Linked DNA regions of Mus musculus: region 2 is linked to region 1. A link is a contact called in public Hi-C data. All regions are on one chromosome and are shown on one strand. The core of a region is the stretch at or near the end of the contact, and the rest is flanking DNA. Distances in the headings are between cores, read along the strand shown. Region 1 has its middle 30 kb from the start of Gm31559. Region 2 overlaps Rbms3 (RNA binding motif, single stranded interacting protein).

Evidence for each region. Hi-C and Micro-C count contacts between places; a contact is called where the count stands out from the background.
Region 2: a Hi-C map of the N1E-115 cell line shows a contact between it and region 1, with 3 times the contacts expected there. The contact joins two enhancer-like sites. A contact is called at or near these places in 3 of 484 Hi-C or Micro-C datasets (the N1E-115 cell line, cortical neurons and embryonic stem cells).

Annotation. Positions count from the first base shown.
Region 1 is chr9:116,419,442-116,427,001 of GRCm38.p6, reverse strand. No RefSeq gene overlaps it. Among named protein-coding and RNA genes, the nearest start is that of Gm31559, 30 kb to the right of the region's middle. Within about 2 kb of position 4,506, at least 1 of the 459 cell types and tissues checked has an H3K27ac peak or open chromatin away from gene starts, as enhancers often do. A contact at or near this core is called in the N1E-115 cell line, where this site is marked.
Region 2 is chr9:116,961,857-116,969,416 of GRCm38.p6, reverse strand. All of the region lies in intron 3 of Rbms3 (RNA binding motif, single stranded interacting protein), which reads left to right. Among named protein-coding and RNA genes, the nearest start is that of Gm39452, 230 kb to the left of the region's middle. Within about 2 kb of position 3,361, at least 16 of the 459 cell types and tissues checked have an H3K27ac peak or open chromatin away from gene starts, as enhancers often do. A contact at or near this core is called in the N1E-115 cell line, where this site is marked.

The DNA of each region.
Region 1 (7,560 bases), core at 3,257-5,756:
GGTGAAGTGGCTCACCAGATACAATACTTGCTTAACATATCAGAAGCCCTGGATTTGAGCTCCAGAACCACTTAGAACCCGGCACGGTGTTGCATGCCTTTAATCCTAGCACTTGGGAACTGGGGTCTGGAGGATCGGGCATATACGGTTATTCTGGGCTGGGTAGCAAGTTCAAGCTCAGCACTGCAGATCTGGCCGGTGAACAGTGAGACTCAAATGGTTGCAACGTCTGTAACATCCTTCCTGGTTTTCATCACGACATCTGTAAATCATGCTATATAATCCCAGGCTGGAACGTTGACTTTTAGTTCTACGCGTTGCCCCTTTCCTATATATTTAAACAGCTGTAAGTGTCAAACTTTTCGGGTAGTCCTTTCTCTAGCACAGGACTCTGGGCAAGCAGTAAGAAGTGCTATAAATCCTTGGGGTTTATATTTATTGGAAGCCTTTTAGGCTATTCCAGGAGACCCTGTGATTTCCTGTGGAGGACAGGTGGATTTTCTGTTTCTATACAAAACCAGAGGCGCCTCGTAATTACGTTGACACGGACCTGCAGCGCCACCTGTTGGCCGATGTCTTGACAATCACCACTCGGCACAAAATTATCAGGGGAATAAAATTTTTATTTCCAAAGAAGCAGCCAAAGTGGGAAGATGCTGGAAGGCCACAGTTAAATGTCTCTTTCTTGTACCGGAGAAAGAGACTCTTGCCTCTCTGAAATTTTTGGAGCTTCTTAATTCTAGTTGGGCAAGAAGCAACAGTTGTCTACTTAAATGATAGGGTGATCTTACCGGGGCTATTTAAACATTTAAAGTTTACATATTTCAATTTATAGCATTTTAGAAGTAGAGATGAAAGTAAGGATCCGTTTCTGTTGATTTTTAAGCAGTTGTTCTGATGCTGTCCTTGCTGGCTTTTCTGCTGTTGTCAAAAACACCGGGACCGGAAACAATCTGGGGATGAAATGGTTTATTTCATCTTCTGCTTTCAGTCTTTGTCTGTCACTGAGGGAAGTCAAGGCAGGAGCTAGAGGCAGGAACTGAAGCAGAGACCATGGAGGAGCGCTCCCTGGCAGGCCTCCCCTATGCTTAGCTATCTTTCTTATACAGGCCAGGTCTACCTGCCTAGGAGTCCTGTACCCACGCTCAGCTGGGACCGCTTGCATCAAGTACTAAGTGATTTTGTTGTTGTTGTTTTGTTTTGTTTTTGTTTTTGATTTTCGAGACAGAGTTTCTCTGTGTAGCTCTGGCTGTCCTGGAACTCACTTTGTAGACCAGGCTGACCTTGAACTCAGAAATCCGCCTGCCTCTGCCTCCCAAGTGCTGGGATTAAAGGCGTGTGCCACCACAAGTACTAAGTGATAAAAGGCGCTGTAGACAGACTCACGTGATGGAAGAAATTCCCCAGTCGAGATTCTCTCTTCCCAGACACATCTATGTCTAGCTTTATGTGGCGCTGTGTGACCTATGCTCACAAATGCTGTCAAAGACCACAGTTTTGCTGGCCCTTCCTCTCCTGTCACAGAAGTTTGTTCGTTTCTCCTCTGCTGAGCTTCTTGTTTCGGGTTTGGATTTTTTAGGTTTTGGTTTTGCTTTTTTGTTTCTAGGTTTTTGTTGTTGTTGTTGTTGCTTTTGTTGTTTTGCTTTTTGTTTGTTTTGTGTTTTGGTCATGTGGAAACATTCTCTTGAGAACTGTGATTCGGGAAGAGCTCTGACTCATGCCTGGGAGTCTCTAAAGAGGCAAATTGCTCACTTGGAAGAACAAGGAGCCAATGAGGACCTGCCTCTCAGGCCGCCTCTCGGCTGCTTCTCTACCCTGGCCTCATCCTTTACAAAGGGATATAAAGTTAATTCAGATGAGCTCTGAGAAGACAGTCAATGGCCGTTCTCCTCAGTGATGAGAGCGCAGGGGTCTGAGCGCCCATAAAGACCATAGACAGAAGTCAGGGAACGCGCAGGGATGGTTCCACTGATTAATGAGAGTCCCAAATTCAAAGACAGACATATGCTTCTCCTTTAAAAAATGATAAATGAACATTCAAGGCCACCTTGGATTATACAAACAATTAAACAAACTCCAAACTGCAAGAAGGAGTTGATACTGTGAGTGTACAGAGACTCTCCAGTCTGCCTCCCCATTCTATCTGTGCCTACCTAGAAGGTTCCTCAGGGATGTGTGGTCCTCCCTCCCTCCCTTCCCTCCCTCCCTGCCTCCTTCCCTCCATCCCTCCCTCCCTCCCTCTCCTTCAGCACAACCCCCCCCCTCACTTCCCCATTATCTCAGCACATTGCATTTGCAAGTGGCCCCTACTCACTTGCTTCCTTGAGAATCCAGTTTTGTATACGGCCACTGGCATTTTAGAAATACAGATCCTGTCATTTCTCTGCTTAAAGCCACCAAGAAGGAACAAAACTCAACCTTCTTAGCACAGCATATCAAACTTTCCAGTTTGGCTCAGATTTCCTGCCCAGGTTTCTCTTCTGGCTCTGGCTCCACCACTCCAGGGCTAGGCGCTCTCTGACACGCACTGGTTGTCTTTGAGCGCTCTGTCTATATTTAAAGTCTGTTTCTGCAGCTGGCTGTGTCCTCCACTCCCATCTCTGGGTAAATTCTCCTTGACCCTTCAAGGTGCATTCCCGCTATCTCTGCTCCTCAGGAGCCTTCCCCAGAGCTAGCCTACAGGATGTGATTGCCCCTTGTTATCGCCTGTACATATTATACCATGAAATTCATTGTGTTATACCACTGGCTGATGAATCTTCCTCAATAGATCATGGGCTCTCTAACGTAAAAATCTCTGATAGATCCTGCTAAGGGCTTTAATTATCATGCGTTGTTCTAGAATAGTCACTGAAAATTAAACAAGAAACTGTCACTGTGCTAAAGACTAGAGATGCAAAAATTAGCCACAAAATGATTCCCACGGTCCCGTCAATCAAGGTCTAAAATGCTTGCGAACAGAGATGTGTGCTGTGTGTTCTACAAAGGCTAAATCCCACTGCAGTGCAGCAACTTCGACTGGAGAGGAACAGAATCAGCAATGAAATGCTGTATGGAATATGTGATACTTTAGGTTTCTTTCCACGTAATTATTTTATTTTATTAACACATGGTCTCAAGTAGCCCAGGCAGGCCCTGGGCTCACTATATAACTGAGGGTGGCCTTGAACTCCTGATCCTCCTGCTTCCATCTTCCAAGGGCTGGGATTATAGAACTACGTTATCCCAATGACTCAACATCTTAGTGTTTACTTAAATATATAACAGCTGTATACGTCTTTACCATCTTAAATTATGGAGTGTTTTAAATTGTATTTATCTGGTGAGGAGACACGCATGTGGAGATCCGAAGGCAATTGCTGGTTGGTTGTTTCCTTCTTCTGGGTGAGCTCCAGGGATGGAATCCAGGCCCCCAGACTGCTCTGCAAGCTCCCTTACACGCTGAGCCTCGCAGGCTCCTTTTGTTGTGTTTCTGCACTTGACGACAGGGCCTGACACTTTGCATATGCTAGTATTCTGCAAGCATGGGATGGTAATGCAGTGTTTGCAGAATGAGCAAGTGTACGGACGGATGAGTGGATGAGCTCCTAAAATGATGGGCAGGTGGATCTACTCTCAGGGAATGCCCACAGTGCTTGCATGCGGAGCTTGGGCCTGGGAGAGGGGTGCCGTTCATTGATTCCTAAAAGCCGTAACTCTCTTCTGAGCTTTCCCACATCCCGCCAAGGCATAAACACTGGAAACTATTTCTTGTCGGCGTGATCTAATTAGACTCTTCCCGTTAGAGGCACTTCCGTGACCTTTAACTCCAGGTGGAAACGAAAGGCTATTGTCTTCTGGTGGCAGGGCTGCATGTCCCCTCCAACGCCCTACAAGGAGTTTCTCAGGTTGGTGTCACAGGTTATGCAGGCACCTGCAGATGGCTTTGCTGCGACTCCTCCGATTTGGGATATCTCAAAACTTCTGTCAACCTTTATTTCTACAACTTCCTAATAATTCCTTTTACCCTATAAATTCCTTCCTATCCATAAAACCTAGGATGAACTCCAAGAGATATGGATTCTTGGTTGGAAATTAAAAGGAGCCAGTTAGTAATCCCATTAAACATTCAATTTAATCATTTTTTATAAGAACATATATTAAAGTATATAATGCTTAAATGCAAACACTCAACTTGTAGGAAGTGAATATGTTCAAAGTACATTGTATGCATGTATGAAATTCTCAAATAACTAATTAAAGGACACACACACACACACAGTAAAATCATAATGAAAACAGAACCAACTAATAGAGAAAACCTAAAATATTAGATTTTCACAAAACTAGTGACCAAACTTTTAAACCTCGGCTGAGAATAGCTGACAAAATTACAAGGAGAAACTAATGAGTTCCCAGTTTTCCATGGGGAATGCAAAGATACTCCCCTAATAAGTGATAAGACAGGGAAAAGTGCAAGCAGCAGACATTCGAAAAGCCATGGCACAGAATTCGCTTAGTGCCAAGTACACATTAAGTATTTACCATAACATGCTATACTCCGGGCTCAGTAAATGAAAACGGCCTCAGTAAATTCAGAACAGACCCAGTCATATGCAGTATGCCCACCAATTAAGCCTAATTGAATTACAAATTAATAATACAAAGATTCTGGGAACGCCTCAACTATTTTAAAATGAAACAGAAAATTTCCAAACTGATCAAGTCAAAAAAAATCACAAGGGGAGCTAAAAATATTTTGTATTGAGTCAAATAAAAACAAAACAGCCCCAGATTTGGAGGATGCAATCAAGATGGTGCTAGGAAGACATTTATTGGGCCCTGTGGCCGTATCTGCAAAGAATCAGTTCTCAAATCAATTACCTCATCTTCTACTCAAAGACACTGGCATAGTAAAATGAATTTGATCCAAGGAAAACAGAAGAGGGAGGTAATAAAAGCAGGAGAGAGGAAAATACTAGAGTAAATTAAGTTAACCAACTGGGAACATAAAATTGATAAAATTTTAGCCAGAGTTTGATTAGGAAAGATGACAATACCTACAATTTACTAATCTCTGGAATGAGAGGTATAATTGCCATATAGATTCTGTAGAATGAAAATTCATTTAAATTAGTACATAGCACTAAAGTATAATAAACATCTTGATGACAATATATTCAACATTTGATTAAATGAACAAATTCCACAAAAGATGTAAATTACCCAAACCCGTTTCAGAATGAGATAATTTAGAAGCTAGCCCTGGATCTATTTTTAAAATGGAATTTGTTGTTAAAAAGTTTCTTAGGAATAAAAAATGCCTAAGTCCTTAAAACATCTCAAAGCAAAAATAAATAGCAAGTACATTGTACTTTCTCCAGAAACTTAAATACTGGAAGATGCTCACTTTATAAAGCCATTGACCATATTCCAATACCCAAGCTAGGGAAACTCCTACAAAGAAAAAACAATTACTGATATACCTTTGTGATCGATTGATAGTAAGCATTTATCATACTAAAGGGAAAATAACATGTGTTATGGCTACATAAAAAAGAATCTCTCCTTGCCCAAAGAGAAGGCTTCTGACCTTCGCTCTCTGCTCCTTGGAAGAGCGCGGTTACTATAGCCTCAGAATATTCAGACTGAAAAAACTATGTCTGTTTCCCTGGGACACTGGGCCATGACGAAGGGTGTGATCCTGTGACTTGGAGTGGAGGCTTTTGGTTAAGTGACTGTGTATAATATGTATATGTTATATGTCTATATAATAAATCTTTGGAGACGTGGGGACCAAAATTAGCAATGTGGCCCATATGCTGTGAAAGTGTCCACGGCTTTCCTAACTGGCAGTAATCTACGAGTAGTGAGACATGTTGTCACTGGGATAGTAGTACTTTCTGGCATGTCACTGTGAGTGGGCCACTGGGAGCTTAGGACTGGTGTAGACACCACGAGAGTCTACCTCTGGTTGTTTTAACTACTTTTAAACTCTTTTTAAATGACCTATAAGTATGACTATAAATCCTGTGAGTGAGGCCTTTGAGCACATTACGGAATTGAAGATACTCTCAGAGACACACGGTCTTGCTCTCAGAAGCAAAGGCAGACATTCCTGGGGACTATTTGCTCGTCTACAATGACTAAGTACAGTTAAGCCTGGGAACGCAAGAGCAATTTGACACTCGAACGTAATTCACCATCATTTCAAGTGTAGAAGAAAAAAAAAAAAAAAAAACACATGTTCATTTCAATAGAGCAAGACATACTTGGGGAAACAAACAACATCCATTATTGAAAACAACCTACAGCAGACTCCGAATACAAAAGGCATCCTTCAACTTGATAAAAGAGGTCTGTGAAGAAATGTACAAGTGGTGTCGTCATTCACGACACTAAACAGTAAATGTTCTCGCTCTCGGAGCAGGAATGAGCAGGATGCCAGCTCCGGCCTACTTGGTTTGTTGTGAGGCAAATGTGAGCCAGTGGGGTGGGGAAAGGAGAGCAGGGAAGGGGAGGAGGAGGAGAAAGAACGAATGAAACCCAGATAGATATTAAAATGGTCTCTGTGTTGCAAGCCATCATGACCACTTATGTAGGAAACTAAAGTCGGTAAAACTGCCACTCGAGCATGAGAAACAGTGAGTAAACTTCGTGGGGTCACAATGCAGGAGAAAAGATGGAGAATCAATTGTATTTATTCATATCAACAACAATGATTGAATGTTGGTGTAAAAAGTGTCATTTAGGGGGCTGTAAATGTGGCTTGGTGGTTAAGAGCACTGGCTGCTCTTCCAGAGGACTTGAGCTCAAATCCTAGCACCCACATCAGGCAGCTCACAACTCCCTTTAGCTCCAGTTCCAGGAGATCCAACACCTTCTCCTGGTTTCTGCAGGTACTTACATGTTTGTGCACACACACACACACACACACACACACACACACACACACACACACTCATACACACACACAGAGTCTTTTTTTTAAAGGCAAAATAATAAATCCCATATTAAAATTGTTCTCATCTTCAACTATTTCCCCAAGACTTAGAGATACAGTCACTGAATTCCTCGGCTCGCACTTCAGTCCGAACAGAATGCTACATGCCTGCAATCCCAGCTCTTAGGAGGCAGAGGCTGGAGGAACAAGAATTCAAGGTCAGTCTTACATATGGAGGGAGTTCAGGGACTCCATGAGACCCTGTCTCAACACAGAAAAATCAGCCCAGAGACAATGCGACCAAGAAAAATGGCGTGCATGTACCTCACAGCCCATGGAAATAAAATAGTCCCAACCACGCTTTCCTCTCTATGCCTTCCACTGACTGACACGTCTACCAGCCTTTCCCAGTGTTCTCCTCTTCATTCCAGCTCCTCAGCATGGCAATTAAATGTCTTAATTAGCTCATTTAAATTTCACAAGAGCGCTGACCTTTATGTTTTTCAAGCATGATATTTTGTGCCATTCTGGATGCTCATTCAATATTTATTAAACAACATAATTATGTCTAACTTACTCAGATTGGCACCAGCAATGTTGTTGAAAGTTCACTTTGGCACTGTTGCTATAAATACAAT
Region 2 (7,560 bases), core at 2,112-4,611, 540 kb before region 1:
GGGCTCTCGATCCCTGCTCACACAGCTGCTTCATTTAATGACCCAAATAATGAATCTTGTGAAAATCATTGTCTGTAACTATATGGTGTGTGTGTGTGTGTGTGTGTGTGTGTGTGTGTGTGTGTGTGCGTGTGCCTTAAACTATAGAGATCTCAAAGTGCACCTTGACCAACCTGCCCTAAGATCTTAGCATTCTATTGAAGGATCAGGGAAGAGAGAGAAATAATCTTGCTATACGAATAACCAGCTATTTAAACACCTCCCATGATGGCGAGGTGGCTCAGCGGGTAAACATGCTTGCTGGCAGGAGTTTGATTACATGAGTTTGATCCCCGGAACGGAAGGAGTGTGTAGAATCGCTCAGGCTGACCTCTGACCCTTTAAGCATATGCATGAGCAGGCTTGAGCAACAACACACTAAAATAAATTGAAAAAAATCTTGATAACATTGTCATACACATCAGTGAATAATTTTCAGTACATTTTTTTCTCGGAGGAAACATGTCTTCAACTGTTGAGGAGACTCTTATTTGGAAGTTACAGATAGGTGTGAAATCAGAGCACACCTTCTTAGTACTGTCATCCAATCAAAGCTCTCAAATTTTCTCTCCTAAGATCTTGATCATTTTCTGTAAAGCCTTGGAGATGGATCTAAGTACATTTCTGTGAGAGGAGAGGAGAGAACTGTTGCAGAATCTGCTGCCACTTTGGTTAGAATGAAAGAATAAACTTTAATTAGTCATCTATCTGTCTTTGTGTAACAGCTTCATATGTGTTGTTTTTATATTAGCTAAATCTGTGTGTGTGCGTGTGCGTGTGTGTGTGTGTCTGTGTGTGTGTTTGGGGGAGCATTACATGTTTATGTGAATATGGGCACCTATCCATGTGGAAGCCAGAGGTTGATGTTGTATCTTCATGAGTTTCTTTCTCTCTCAGTTACTGGGACAGTGTCTCTCAATGAACTGAAACTCAGTGATTTAGTCAATGAGCTCCAGGCACCTGTGTCTCTCCCCATGCCCAGGACTGGGGTTATAGAAACCACCACATCCAGCTTTGACACAAGAGCTGGGATCTCAGCTCATGCTTATACAGCAGCTGTTTTATCTGAGATGTCTCCTGGCCCTTAATATCCTAAAATAAGAGTATATAACCTGAGCTAGCAAGATAGCCCAGCCACTTAGTGGCACTGAGTAATGATCTGAATTCAATTCCTGGGACCAAGGTGAAAGTGGAAAGAGAACCAACCCCCTCAACATGCACACATAAAGAGTCAACTATAATAAAAAACAAAATTAAAACGTTGCAGGTCAACCTGGGCTCTGTAATGAAACTCGGGCTCATAAAGCAATGCACACACAAACAATAACCACCATGGAGCTGGAGAGAAGCTTTGGAAACACAAGGAACTCAGTTACCATCTATGTGCTCTATTACAAAATCCCTTACCAGAAACCTTGGCATTGTGAGGGAGGGAGCACAAGAGCATTTCTGGAGCTTGCTGTTTACCAACCTTGGGGTCAGGTTCCACAAGAGGGCCTTGTTCAAAGAGAATTATAACAATAGCGGTAGATCAGGAGGCCCAGCATCTTCCTCTAACAAGAATGAAATTATTTACATAGCCACACATACATGCATACATATACCACATTCACATGGCCACACATACATGTGTACATGTATAAAACAAAAAGAAAATAGCTAGAGAAGCATATATAAGGCTTCTTCTTATAATATTCCCAGTTATGGGCTTTGCTTTCTCTTCCTGCATGCATGGTGGATTCTGAAGATGGGTGTTGACTCTGAGCATCCCACACCAGCCATTTTGGGGATTCACTGAGTCTAAATATAGAGCACAGTATCACAGCTTGGCAGTGGTTCCCCTCCAATCAACGCTTGCTCACTAAGACCAGTACCTCTGCTCTGTGCTTGGGAGAACTCTATCGCCGCTGCCTGTTGTAAGACTGGAGCAAGGGGAGGAAGAGGGGAATGGGCAATCAGAGCTTAGATGGTAATCAGTTCTGCCTACCCAGTGGCCTGCAGTGACAGTGTTCTTATAGCTTGCTCCCATCATAGCTACAAACTCAGTAGGATGTTTTGTGAGTACCCCAGGCCCGTTCCTGCAGCCATCATTCTAACATTACCTTCTCTCTATACCAATGGAAGAGACATGTTGCTCAGATAATTCACAGACATCTATGAATGCAGCCTTTCAGCAAAGAGAGGCTTTCTGGAGGTTGGCCTGAAATTTATATCTACATTGACTGCTTGTTAAATCTCTGCCATGCAATAAAGTAATAATTGCCCCAGAAGAAGGCTAGGTAAACTGTGTGGACACTGAGTCTCAATAACACTTGGGCATTTCACCCGTCTCCTCAATAATGATCTTGATCCTAGTTTTGACTCTCAGTCAGCAGCAGTAATGTCTCCTATTTAAGAAAAGTCAACTGTACATGGTGATTTGGTAGACCCATCTGAACTCGGGTATAGCTCGGTATGATTTCTCAGGCACTATAAACAGAGAGAATGTCCGATTTTCAAGTGGTACTTGAAAGCAAGTTCCTTCACTTGTTGAGTTTGTCTGTCTTGTAACTGTTTTATTCAACCAGACTAAAAATCTTATGTCTTTTACCTAGCCTTTACTTTTTGTTTTTTGTTTGTTTTGTGCACAAATTGTAGTCTGTTCACCTCACCTGGAAACAGAGGTTTGCTTGTCCTTTCCAGGTATTACAGCAGTACTTCTGTATACCTACCTCCTGATCTAACTCACATGTGCACATAAAATGGGATGCAGACACGCACAAACACATGCACACAAACACACACACATATACACAGAGATACATACAAACATATACACACAAACACACACATACACACACAAACACATACAAACATGCACAGAAACACACACATACAAACACACATATACATACACACATAAATACACACACACATACAAACACACACATACAGACACACACAAACAGATACACACATACAAACACACACACATACAAACACACATACACACATACACACATACACACCCCATGTGTGTATCAACCGTTGAATATGTAAAGAGACTTTAATGAAACTCCAAACCCATCTTTGCACAATGGGTTTTGAAGGATAAAGGTCCCTGGAATATGTCACCTCTGACTGCAGGAGACAGACAAAGGGCCCTCGGGTGATACTGTAGAGTTAAGTTGTAATTAATATAGATTATTTCTCTAGAAGGTCATCCCACTGGTAGTGCCATGTAATAACAAAACCTTAAGTAAGCGCAGAAGGTACAAAGCATTTCAGGGAAGCATTGATTAAGCCTGTGGATGGAAGACCGAATTCTCAGAATGACCTAATTATCCCACAGTTCCTTTCCTCCCATGGCGCCACTTCCGCCTAATTGCCAAGCTGCAGGCCTGGTCTCCTCTGACCAGGAAGAAAAACAAGCTCTGGCTGGTGGGGGGTGGGGGTAGGAGGGAACAGTGACATTCAGATCTAATTGGCTTGAACCTGTGGCCAAATTAGATGACATAAGAAGGAGGTGGGTGCGCAGCCACCAAGTTGAGTTTGTCCTGGCTAGCCTTTCCTGGGGTGCTGCAGGGTAGAAAGCACCATGAGCTGGGTGGGGCTGCTCTGCTGCCTTTCTCCTGCCAGCTGCAGGGGCAGAGGTGGCCGTGACCAGACTTAATTATTTGTCGGGAAGGAGAGCAAATTGAAACCAAATTAAAGTGATTTTTATCCCTCACTCAACGCATCGCTGTTTCTTATTAGAGCCAGCCTTGTATGTCATTTTGTTTTCTCCCGGCCGTGATGTAGCTCTTACCCTCGTAAACCTCCAAGACGCCACGTTTTCTTCCAGAATGGAAATATCTTTCACGGTTTCTTGAGACATTTTGACCTCTGGTCCCTCACTTAGACCAGTAAAAGTATACATGAATATCCCACAACTGGAGAGTGTTTACTCGCTCTTTATTCTAAGTCTGTATGCAGAATCTTTTGCTTCTTGTTGGCTTGGAGCCACCCCCACAAGTGTGGGGTCCCTCATTGTCCCCAGAATTCAGTCAAAAATTTCCCGAGAGAAAGCTCAGGGTGCCTTGTGGAAATTGGCTAAGTATGTATAGGAGCACAGCCTCCTGAAGAGCCAGACCTAGATTCTCTAATATACTGTGTGGAGAATGGGACTTGAAGTACAAGGAGGAATCTGATGTGTGGGGCAAAAACATCTCCTGTACTAGCTTTGTCAGCTAGCCTATTTCAGCCTATCTGCAGGTGGCAAAGGCTGCCATTTACAGCTACTTAAGATGTTACATGGTCCTCCTCCTCCTCCTCCTCCTCCTCCTCCTCCTCCTCCTCCTCCTGGGAGGTGGAAGTCCCACCTTCTTCCTTTCATCCAGTAACTGACTTCTGCCTTCTTTATTGACACTATCAAGAACCAACCCTCTACCTGCTGAAGGAAGAAATGAATTCAGGGCTATGATGTGGGAAAGGAAGCAAGTCATTGGGGTGGCCTTGTGGGTTTATAAACCAGCCCCCTTCCTACCTGCTCTCTGCCTGACTGTCGATACTGTGACCAGTTTTCTCCTGTTCTTGCTGCCATGCCTCCCCGCTATGACAGAACTAAGAGCCGGGATAAGCCATTCCCTTTCAGTTGCTTGTGTGGGGCACTTGGTCACAGCACTGACTGAGATACGTAACACACACACAGCCAGGGCGCTTCTTCCTTCCAGTGACTGTGGGTTCTGGGGCAGCATGTCTATGTCTGTGCAGAGGTGCCTGGGCCTGCGCCTTCTTGGATAGGATGTTTTATGAATTGTCTACTTGTTTTCACAAAGCTTGGATCTCTTCTCAGCTTGGTCTCCCCTACTTTCCTACTTCTTGCTCAAAACTACAAAGAAGTCTATAGCGTGCCCTAGTAGTTGGCCAAAAAATACTTCTGAATCGCTGAAATGAGTTTTAGTCATTTCCTTTGAATTCACACAATAAGGACACACACACACACACACACACACACACACACACACTCATCTTATAAAGAAAATGAAAACTCAGTTAACCCAATTGAAGGATGAGAGATGACTCCATTAGTTTAAGTGTTTGCAGTACACTAATGAGGCTCTAGGCTCAAACCCAGCACCCATATGAAACATTAGACATAATGATAGACATTTGTAATTGTAATGCTAGAAGATGGAGACAGGCAAATCCCTGGGGCTTACTGGCCACCCAGTCTTGCCTACACAGTAAGTTCCATATGCATTAGACACCATGTCTCAATAAACAAGGTAGACGGGTTCTACCTCAGCACCTAAGTTCTAGGAATGACACCTAAGGTTGAGCATTGGGTTCCTCACACATGTGCACATTGGGAATACATATGTCACACACATACATGTGAATTCATATGTCACATACATGCACATGTAAACACGTATGTACACACATGCACACAACCCTCCAGCATTGACTTCCTATCTTCTATCTAATTTTGTCTCTCAATACTCCCCATTAGCCAAGCTTTTATAAAGTCTATCTACACCTCCTCCTTCCCTCTCCCTCCCCTACTTCTTCCTCATAGAGGGCAGGCTTCAGACTTTACCACGTCACAGACATCTGTACTCTTAAGGACCCTGGGCATTTTCATACACTTCCATGTATGCTCTTTGTCACTTGCCATGTCTCTTTCCCTCTTGAGAGCCTTCCTTGCCTGGTTATGAGAGGACACATTCCTGTTTGTGTCTGTCACCCTCTCTGGTTCTCCTTTGGTCTTTCTTTCCTCCAAATTTGCCTCTGAGACCTAATGGCTGAAGTTGTTCAAGTCAAAATCTAAACCTTTACCCACTCTAGATCATTTTTTCTCTTTTTTTGTAACTAGCATTTTTAAGTTGTTCCCCACTTAATATGTATTTGTAATCTTAGCTTATTTTCTAGCCTGGTGTCGGTTTTGTTTCCTGTTGCTGTGTAAGTACTTGACAAGGCCAACTTAGGAGAGAGAAGGAGTTTGTGTCAGCTTATCTTAGCAGGGAGGTAACCGTAGAATCATGATGTGGCTGGTCATGCTATATCCACGACCCAGAACAGACAGCAGTAAGTCATTCATGTTTGTGCCCAACTCTTTTTTTTTTTCCACCCAGAGACAGTTCAGAGCGAATGGAGCTGCCCATAGTGAATCAGATCTTCCCAAATCACTTAACATAATCAGGGCAATCTCTGAACAGACATTCCCATAAGCAACTTGATCTTTACAACCCCTCATGAAGAATCTCTTCCAGGTGATTCCGTATTGTGGCAGGAGGATATTCAAAGCCAACTATCACAATATCCAACTGCAAATGACTGCATAGGTTCTCACAGGTGTTTTGACTGACCGTGTCTTCATCGTCTCTCACTCCTGGTGAGTCCTCCTCCAGTCTCTTCAATTCAGTAAACCACGGCTCCCTCACCCAGATGCTTATGGTAAAGGAAAATATAATCCGACCAAGCGACAATCCTTGCTGTCCACTCCTGACTTACTCCCAGACTGATCAGCCAATCACCACACCCTGTTTGCCTTCCTCCACTTCCTCCATCTCAGTCAGGGGAGTGACCTTGTTCTGGGACTATGGCTGCCTTTGTTCTGGGTTGCAGCCATAGTCCTTGCTTCATCTCAACGGCCAACCTTCTCCATCACCATCCGTCTCTGGTTAGAAAGAGAACTTCTCAGTGGCTTCCCAGTGCTGAGCAATCCACACATGCACTGCCTGTGTTCTCGGCTCTCCTTTATTTCAAGGAAGGCGTGACAGGACAGTAAAGAGCTGCAGATTCCTCAGTATGGCCATTCTGTCACATCTCTCTCTAATGCTAATAAGCTGAATGTGAGTGGGAACTGAGGTTGTCGTTTTCCACCCATTATGTATTGTGCTGAGTCAAGTGCCCAAAGACGAGCCTCACTATTAGAAGGCAGAATGAGCTCTAGATGAGTGAAGGACGGCTTTAACTCCACACCTCCTGTGAGGTAATGTCATGCAAGCCCAGGTACTCCAGGAAGCAACATGCAAAGAGAATGAGCTAGGGTGAGCCTTTCCTGGAATTGTGGCAACTTGTTTTCTAACTTCAAAATCCATGAAAATCTTTAGTCCCTTCTCTGAGGGGCATCAGAGGCTCAGGCTTCAGGTGGGAATAGAAACGGTTCTTCGTATGGCTTGGATAATTTCTATGCAGACGTGGGTTCCAATCATGGCCCTGCCATTTAGGAGCTTTGATGTTTTGGGCGAGATGTGTAAATCCACCTGTGCCTTGGCTTCCGCGTACATGGGGTCAGTATTATAGAACACAATGATGCTTTCATTAAATATTAGCATCTTAAACCCTCAGAACATACCTGACCTGTGGGGAACGATGTCTTACTTTTGAGTTGTTGTGCCTTTGCCTCTAACTCTGGTTCTTGACTTTTCTTTCTCCTTCTACTTTTCTTGCCCATCTTATTGCCTGGAGAGAAGAATTACCAGCCTTTACAGAACACACTTCCTTATGTATGAGAAGCACAAACGTGACGGCCTCCCTGGCGCCAGTTTGTGAGAG